Linked DNA regions of Mus musculus: regions 2 and 3 are each linked to region 1. The links are chromatin contacts, called in public HiChIP or PLAC-seq and promoter capture Hi-C maps. All regions are on one chromosome and are shown on one strand. Each heading gives the region's core, a stretch centred on a gene start, on an enhancer-like site or on the middle of the called end of the contact. The rest is flanking DNA. Distances are from core to core; before and after follow the strand shown.

Region 1 (2,726 bases), core at 154-2,653:
GGAAAGGACCAGTGCATGAGACCTTCCATTCAGGACAACAGGGCAAGGGTTTATCTGAGTCCCCCTGGATATTAAGTTGTGTTACATATGCGCCTAGCTCACACATGGCTTCCCCAACTAGGCCCCACTTCACACAGGCCACTCATAGCAGGAACGGTGACAGAAGGCTACTGGTTGGGACACAGCATCCACGAGCACTCTCACCTTGGGATCTTTCTTCAGTCGTAGACGATGGCCCCAGTGTGGAGTCAGGGACTGCTGGGCCACACCCCGGTGCCGCAGATGGAAATACTGGTCGTCAGGGAAGATCTGGGAATGCGACGGACAACAGGGGCATAGCTGGGACCCTGCTCCTTTGATAGGATCTCCACGACTTTATACACCTCAGCCAGGGGTCCATATGACAGCCACAGAATCCCAAATTGAACATGGAGGGGCACACAGATACATATTTGGGGAGGTCTTGGGGACACCCTCCCATTTGTCCAGATCTGAGGTTGTCCAGACCCACACCCCACGTCCCACCCACCTGTCCCAGGTTGACGAAGCCAAATTTACGGGCCAGGCGCTCAGCTTCCTGGTAACCTTTGGTCACCCGCACTGCCCAGCTGCTGACATAGATGGGGGCCTGGGCTGAGGCCCACCTCACAGCCAGGAGGGCCAAAGTCAAAGTCAGACCCAGCCACAGCTCTGTCTGGGAGGGCCGCATAGCGGGGGGCGGGGCGGGGGCGGGGCTTCAGGAAGCACTCCCAGCCTGGACACCATAGCAACGCGAAGCTGTCAACTCCCAAGGGGCCTTGCGCTTCCTTCCTCCCCCACCCCCTCCCCACCTGGGAGGGGTGGGAATATTCCACTAGGAGTGACACATTCATAGGGACCTAAGCCTTCGGGAACCTCACTTTCTCCACCTATACAAGGACAACCCCTCCATCTGCCCTTAGGAGCAGGTTCAAGGTAACAGGTGCCTTCAACCTTTATTTGGCCCCGCCCACTTTTCTCCACGCCCCCTCCTTCGTGATCAGCTTCGTTTTTCCAGTGTAGTCCCGCCTCCTTTCTGGTCTGTCCAATCAGCGCTGATCTTTACCAGGCTCCGCCCATCTGTTCCTCAACTAGCTCCACCCACGTCAATCGCTCTCCGTCAATAATCTACCGCTTGTCCAATCACTATCGTGCCACACCCTCTTGACCAATCAACACGCCATCACCCTGGGGCCCCGCCCCCTCGGGACTCCTCGCTGCCGCCCCGGCCCTCACCCTGGCCAGAGGGCCATGCGGCCGGGGAGACGGGGCAGGCCCCACCTCCTTTGTCCGCCCTGCCCTCCCATTGGCCAGAGCCGGGGGGCGGGGGCGGAGCCAGGGTCCGGGGCCGAAAGCACTGGGCCGGGGGCGGGGCCGGGCGGTGGGCGGGTGGTGAAAGTGCGCTCTCGGCGGCGCCGGTGCGCGAGGTTGCGGGCGTGCTTCAGTGGCCTGCCCCGCGCCCGCCGCTGCCATGGACGGTCTGCGCCAGCGCTTCGAACGTTTTCTGGAACAGAAGAACGTGGCCACCGAAGCGCTCGGGGCGCTCGAAGCAAGGACCGGTGTAGAGAAGCGGTATCTCGCCGCGGGTGAGCCTGGAGAGGGGTGCATGTCACTTGGTTCCCAACGGGCACCATGAGGTCCTGGGTCCCATCACTGGAAAGGACTCATGTCATGGGTTCTAGACGAGCTCCAGGAGGCCCTGGGAATGCAGGCTTGGCTCCCGGGTCCTATCCCTGTATAAGTTGCAGGACCCAAGTTCTGACTGGGCATCTTGAAGTTTGGGTGCCCTCACCCTGGAAGGAGTTTACATCTTAGGTTTTCTACGGGGTTTGGGAGGTCCTGAGAGTTCATTCCTAGCTGCAGCATCCCATCTCTAAGATGGACCCTTATACCAGGCATCGTGAGGTTCTGGGAACTCTGACCTGGAAGGTGTGCACATCCTAGGTTCCTGAGGGCCTCTACAAGGCCATAAGGACTCAGACCTAGAAGGAGTGCATATCTTGGGTCCCTGATGGGCCTGGGAAAAGACCTCATGAGGTACTAGGCACCCAGACCAGACTGGGAAGAAATGCACAGCTGGGTCCCCAACAGGCAACCAAAATGTCCTAGGTGCCTATCTATGGAAGGGAAATACATTCTGGTTCCCCCAGGGACCCTGTTATTATTTGGGCATTCTGACCTACCTGTAGGGTCTCATCCTGGAATCCCAAGAAGGGGGATTTTCATTTGCCTGCTTCTCTTCCAAGGTCTTTGGAAAAGGGCACCCTAGGGTCCTACTGCAACTCTCCATGTGACCTGCCTCCTCTTGGGGCCCTGGCTGCATGCCAGGCCCCAAGTCTGGTTTCTCTGCAAGTCTGGTTTTTCCAGTGGCCCAGCTGGCCCCTAAGTGGATGGAAAAACAAGGGACAACAACCCCAGCCCTATCAGCCCATTGTGTGTACTCCTTCTCGAATATTCTCATGGAGAAAGTCCCCGTGGATCTCTGAGCCCTCTGAGGCCCAGGCTGGGAGGAGACTGACCCAGCACCCGGACACTAGGCTCTCTCTCTTCCTCCGTGCTTCAGCACAATAGCTTTGAGTCAATATTTGTTGATCTAAGGTAGTGGCTGGGATTTGGGGAGGGACTTGCAGGAAGGGACTATCCATCCAAGCACCTCAGCTGTTTTTAGGTCCATTCTTGTTCTAGACCCCTTCTGCAGTGTGGAAAGG
Region 2 (2,726 bases), core at 156-2,655, 510 kb before region 1:
AGCAGCCCGGCCCTCCCCGGCGCCTGCCCACCCTCACCCTCCGCCTCACAGGCCCCAGACACGTGTGTGATCCCTATGCACCTCGAGTCTCGGGTGGGGGGTGCTCTGCCCGTCACCACACTCCACACTCACCCCGAACCTCTGAGCCGTGGGTCACCCCTTGGTGAGAGACAGGCCAGCCCATATCAGCCCCTCTAAGAATGGGGACCCCTCAGTCCAGGTCACAGCAGGTTTACACAGGCGGCTTATGCCCACCGTGGTCCCAGCCTGGTGTCCCCTTGCCGCCCCAGGCCAGCCTGTCTGTGCCTTATCGTTACTTTTGGGGAGTCTTCGAGGGGACCAGAAAGGGTCTCCCTGGCCAAGGCGCCAGCGACCTAATGTGGGCAGGTGGAGTGAGGCCACAGTTCTTTGGGGACTCAAAGTCTTGAAGTTCTAGGGAGGAGGATGGGCACCTGTGGATCCCCTCCCATAGGTAGCAGAGCTCAAAGCAGGGGAAACTCTTCACCGGGGATAGAACAATCACCCGCAGGATGGAGTCATTGTTGGCCAGCCAAGCCACTCCCTGTCCTGAGTCCCACCCCCACCCCCACCATGCACACACTGGGCCCTTCTTCCTGGTGCTAATTTTGGGAGCTTTGGGGTCACCTCTGCCCTCTTCTCTAGTTGGTTTGGACCAGGGTCCTGGGTTTCCCACATACCCCCATACCCTAGAAGTCAGTGGGTATGTCTGCCAGCGCCACAAAACCTAGCATATCCAGGCAGGTTTAGGCTGCTCCACACACACTTTGGGTGGGAGTAAGGGACCCCCCCCCATCTGCCACCTGGCCTGACGGGAGCCTGGCAGAGGGTCACCAACCTTCGGGCAGGCAGCAGTAGCCACTTTGGTCCCCAGAGGCACAACCCTGCACACAGGAGCTGACTCAACTTCAAAGGACCACGCCTGGTCTAGGTCCCTTTCCTTGGGACCCCAGCCTGGTGTGCAGCAGGGTGCAGGGCCTCCTGCGGGCCCCGTCACTACCCGCAGCTACAGTAGGGGCTCAAGCAGAGGCCACGGGGTCTGTGTCCTGTCCTTCCCGTGGCCTGGAGGAGAGGCGCACTTTCCTGAGGGTGAGCTATGGCCGTGGTCATGGCACCCCCGTCTTCCTCCTCCTTTGAGTCTGCCTGAGTTCCTCAAGCCCTGAGCCTCGGCTGAAGTGCCCTTGCTGCCCCCTTCTGCTTTTGACGTGTGGCAAGGCCCCGCCCTTCACCCCCATGTTCTTGACTTTCCCAGAGAAACAAATTAAAAAAAAAAAAAAAAAAAGTGTGTAGAGCCAGGTTGCTGAAGTTCTTGGGTTTCACCTGGGCGGGAAGGGGTGCGGCCTCCTAGTGGTGGAGCCATAAAAAGGCTGGGTCCTGTAGAGCACAGGAGAAACTTCTCCCCTGCGGCTGCTGCAGCCCTCACTGGGCATTTTCGCCAGGACTCTGCGGCACCTGGTCAGGTAAGCGACAGCTGTGGCCAGCCACCCCCACGGGCCTCGGTCTCCACATCTTCCACACCCATGTCCTTGGGCTGTGATGTTGAGAGTAGAGAGGTCCTCACAGATAGCCCACAAGTTCTGAGCCAGGTTCTGCATAGTAGAGGAGTACCCCCCTTTTTTTTCATGTTTTTTTTTTTTGGAGAATTTTTTTTCCTTTGGCCTCAGTTGCCCTATCTGTATAAAATAGATGTCTAGGAGTCCTGTGTTCCCAACACACTGGGTATTCCAGACTTGAGTAAAAGGCCTATAACCAAGCTGACCTCAAACTCTTTAAGTAATCCTCCTGCATTAGTTTCCTGAGTACTGAGATGTCAGGTGTGTGGGCTCAATCAGAGGCCCTTTCAGGACTCAGTTTCCCCATGAAAGGTGGTTGGTATGGTGGAGTACCTACGATGTACGGAGGGAGGTGCTAATTCAAATCCATCCGACCTGTGGGACTGGATATGCACTGCACTTCAATGCCCACTTCTGCTAAATAGGGATGAAGGGGCCCAAGGGGGCTTTGGGAAAACTGCTGTCTCAACCCTGGCTTTGACTGTCTCCTCGATGGTAGGTGATGGGCACCACATCTGTCAAGGGCCCCTGGAGTCCAGCTGGGGGACCACGGACTGGAGGGAAGAAGGGAAGACAAGAGATTCAGAGGGACCTCACAAGCCCGCCCACGGGAGGCCAGGAACCCCAGCACTATGCCCAGGCCCCACACACAGGCCGTGGGCTGCCAGAGGGGTATGGTGGGGTCTGACCTGTTCGGTCCGTGTTCCTGGGCGTTTTACATGATTACCTTTGAGTTTTTGAGAGAGGTCTCACTCTGTAGCCAAAGTTGACCTCAAACGAATAGCAATCCCACTGCCTCAGCCTCCTGAGTACTGGGGTGTAGGCCTCTTTCTCTGTACCTGGCTTCGCGCTGGGTGTTTCTGAAGGCGTCATCGTTTCATATGAAATTTTCTGTGAATGTGACAGGGAGAATTCCCATTTCCTGGATGAGTAAGGGAGGGTCAGAGGGTTGGGGAGGAACCAGCCGGAAGCCCCACAGACCCCCTTCTAGAGAGCAGCAATTCGAGACCCAGGCCCTGAGTTTCCTAATCCTGCCGTGGTATCTGCTAGTCTGGAAACATCGTGCACATCTGTCCTTCAGCCTGCCTGGATCAAATAGGGCATTGATCGAAAGAAGAGACAGAGATTCAAAGGGGTCCCACAAGCTAGCCCAGG
Region 3 (2,726 bases), core at 147-2,646, 270 kb after region 1:
TAGTCAAAAAATATTAAAGAAACAACATGGGTTTCCTGGTGGCCCTGTTTTGGTGTGATGACCCAAAACTTGGTTTTCTTCCCAAGACCCTTGGTTCACATGGCTTCCTAGAAGCCAGACACTGTACCTAAGGGTTCTAGCTTCGTTTTTTTGTTTGTTTTTCGAGACAGGGTTTCTCTGTATAGCCCTGGCTGTCCTGGAACTCACTCTATAGACCAGGCTGGCCTCGAACTCAGAAATCTGCCTGCCTCTGCCTTCCAAGTGCTGGGATTAAAGGCGTGGACCACCACCACCCGGCTTGGGTTCTAGCTTTGTAATGCTGGTCATATCCACACTAATCTCCCACTTATCTGTCTTGCAAGCAGCCATACACCAAACTCATGGGACCTACTCTGCTCTGATAAGCTGGTCACAAGGCATTCCTTATTCCAGAAAGATTGTGTTTGGCAGACAGGCCTAGAAGATTGCAAACAGGTTGATCCTGGAGCCAACCCCAGGCTCTCTGGTGCCACTTTCTACCTTCCTGCTGGTCAGGGCTCAGCCAGGCAATCTGCTGTTTATGTCCTAAGCCACAGAGGAAGAAGGACCCTGGGAGAGACTCAGGGACTCTGGCCTGGGAATGACATGTTGGGCAGATAAAGCTACACTGTGAAACTCTTTATCTAAAACAATAATTAACTAAAAGGTATTAATGTTAGGTCATCTCTCCTGCCTCTATTACTTGTTCATTTATTTTCTTCATCTTTTGTTTTTGTTTTTTAAAGACAGGATCTGTCCTGGAACTCCCAGTGATTTGCCTGCCTCTGCCTCCCAAGTGCTGGGGTTAAAGGCCCTCGCCCCAACCATCTTGAACTTTTGTTCTCTTGTATCCACCCCCAGAGTGCAGGCATGACCAGCTTGTGCCATGAGGAATGCTATGTATGGAATCCAGGTTCTCCTGGGTGCTAGGAAAACACTCCATGAACAGCCCCAGCCCCAGACTTATTCAGAAGTTCACATATCTGTTTCACCCATGTACAGATGAGGAGAATGAGGGCCTGAGTGGACCTAAAACTTCAGACTACAGTCACTTTCCAAGCAGTAAAAGTGATTGTTCACCAGCAACATGGGACTTTACAGAAGTATGATGGCAGATGCTCTTTGAGTGACTAATGGCCATAGAGTCTCCTTCTGCCTCAAGTCTTCTCTCTGCTGATGTCTCAAAGTGTCACAAAGGGGCCGAGTTCAGTGCCATCCCAGGATCTCAAACCACAGTATTCTACTCGCTGCAGCACACATAAGAAAACCCCCTAGACTCAGCAAGGCCTTGTGAAGCAGCCACGCGCACGGCCTTAAGGGAAATGTAGTCGCATCGCGCAGGCCCCGCCCATGGAACTACGCTCCCGTGGTGCCCCGCGGTGGCAGGCGTGGCGGCCCGGTTGCTAGGACTTGGATAAGCGTGGCGTTCGCTCGGGTGTCCCTCAGGTGAGCAGCCGCCGTAGGGGTTCGGCTTTCGCCGTTCCGAATCCGCCATGGGGCACCGGAGATGGTGACAAGGCAAGGGCGGTGGACAGGGAAAGAAGGCCTTATCGGGACAGACCGCGTAGCCTGAGAGGGTTGTGCGCGTCCCGGGAGGCGGTGGGAGTACGCGTGCGCGAGTAGTCAACGCTAGTACGCGTGTGCACAGGGCTTTTCGCCCACCGCGCCCTATGCCGTTGGTTTGCGGCGCACGCGTGTACCCTACTTCTGATTCCGGAAACCCTGTGATTTCCAGCTGCTTCCGGTTGTATGTTCCGGGTCATCACAGTCCCCTGCCTCAGGGTTATCTTATCCACCATCCTTACAGCAGGTGTGCAGTTTCCCTTTAAGCTCTTGTACCCTATGGGGTTTCTTGGGGTATCTTGGTGGTACCAGGGATCGAATCCTGGACTTTGGTTATATTAGACTGGCACTGGACTACTGATCCCCTTCCCCTCCCTTCAGAAGTGGATTCCAGGAGCTTTCGCTAATCTTTGTACCCAGCCCTTAAATGGATGATTCCAGGCAGGGACTCTACCCCTGCGCCACACCCCATCCCCTCACAAGGGGCCCTAACCTAAGCTTCAGTCCCTCACTGGTGGACATAGGTAGGCTCAGCACTGCTGAGCTCTACCCCGAGCCCACTTCATTTTTTTTATTTTGGAAGTTTCCTGTACCGCTGAAGCTGGCCCCGAACTCCCATCTAGTGGCTTATTGAGTGACTTGTATTTCAGGCCTGAGCTTCCAGACCTGATCCTTGTAGTCTGTCCAGCCACGGTCCCATTCTTTTGGACCCTATACCCAGGACCCAAGGCCCATTGTTTGCCTGCAGTTGTTGAATGCAGAGGGCGTGTGGTTCCTCAGAGGTGGGAAGTGTCTGCTGGACCGCAGGTCCTTGTCTGTGGTACAAGGAGCCCCTTTCAAACCTGTTCCCATGCTGGTGTACAGTGGGCACCTGTCACCTAAAACAAGGGAATAACAGGCCACAATTGCAATGAACATGAAGGGCCCCTTTGGCCAAGCATTGGCTACCATCCTATAGCTATTAAACTCCTCTCCAGAGGCCCATAAGCCCAGGCTGTCATCTGTCCCCAAGGCATCCATCTTTCTGTGTCCCTTGTTGTCTAGTCTTGAGGGGACAAACAAAGCTGTGTCTTCTGCCCTGGAGACAGTGGCGCTTTGTAGCCCAGTCAGGCGCTGTGCGTTGTAGGCGTGGTGTATGCCCTGGG

The links. HiChIP or PLAC-seq counts read pairs in DNA pulled down with a chosen protein or histone mark. Capture Hi-C pulls out chosen DNA fragments and counts their contacts.
Region 2: a contact with region 1 is called in a FOXA1 HiChIP or PLAC-seq map of pancreatic cancer cells. The contact joins the promoter of Misp here to the promoter of Reep6 in region 1. A contact is called at or near these places in 1 of 39 promoter capture datasets (pre-B cells) and 1 of 115 datasets of contacts at active chromatin or transcription factors (pancreatic cancer cells).
Region 3: a promoter capture Hi-C map of adipose tissue shows a contact between it and region 1. The contact joins the promoter of Scamp4 here to the promoter of Reep6 in region 1. A contact is called at or near these places in 2 of 39 promoter capture datasets (the SN4741 cell line and pre-B cells), 2 of 484 Hi-C or Micro-C datasets (liver and stem cell-derived neural progenitor cells), 1 of 115 datasets of contacts at active chromatin or transcription factors (pancreatic cancer cells) and 1 of 9 other capture datasets (adipose tissue).

Annotation. Positions count from the first base shown.
Region 1 is chr10:80,328,742-80,331,467 of GRCm38.p6, forward strand. It overlaps Reep6 (receptor accessory protein 6), which reads left to right and starts at 1,404. Exons shown (of 5, transcript NM_001204931.1): 1 at 1,404-1,604. The coding sequence starts at 1,490. It overlaps Pcsk4 (proprotein convertase subtilisin/kexin type 4), which reads right to left and starts at 732. Exons shown (of 15, transcript NM_008793.2): 1 at 530-732; 2 at 205-309. The coding sequence starts at 709. Gm51809 (a long non-coding RNA gene) reads right to left here. Exons shown (of 3, transcript XR_003949017.1): 2 at 2,202-2,400; 3 at 1,718-1,751.
Region 2 is chr10:79,819,616-79,822,341 of GRCm38.p6, forward strand. It overlaps Misp (mitotic spindle positioning), which reads left to right and starts at 1,406. Exons shown (of 5, transcript NM_030218.2): 1 at 1,406-1,478. Palm (paralemmin) reads left to right here. Exons shown (of 9, transcript NM_023128.4): 9 at 1-1,281.
Region 3 is chr10:80,601,486-80,604,211 of GRCm38.p6, forward strand. It overlaps Scamp4 (secretory carrier membrane protein 4), which reads left to right and starts at 1,397. Exons shown (of 7, transcript NM_019575.4): 1 at 1,397-1,464. It overlaps Adat3 (adenosine deaminase, tRNA-specific 3), which reads left to right and starts at 1,395. Exons shown (of 2, transcript NM_001100606.1): 1 at 1,395-1,464.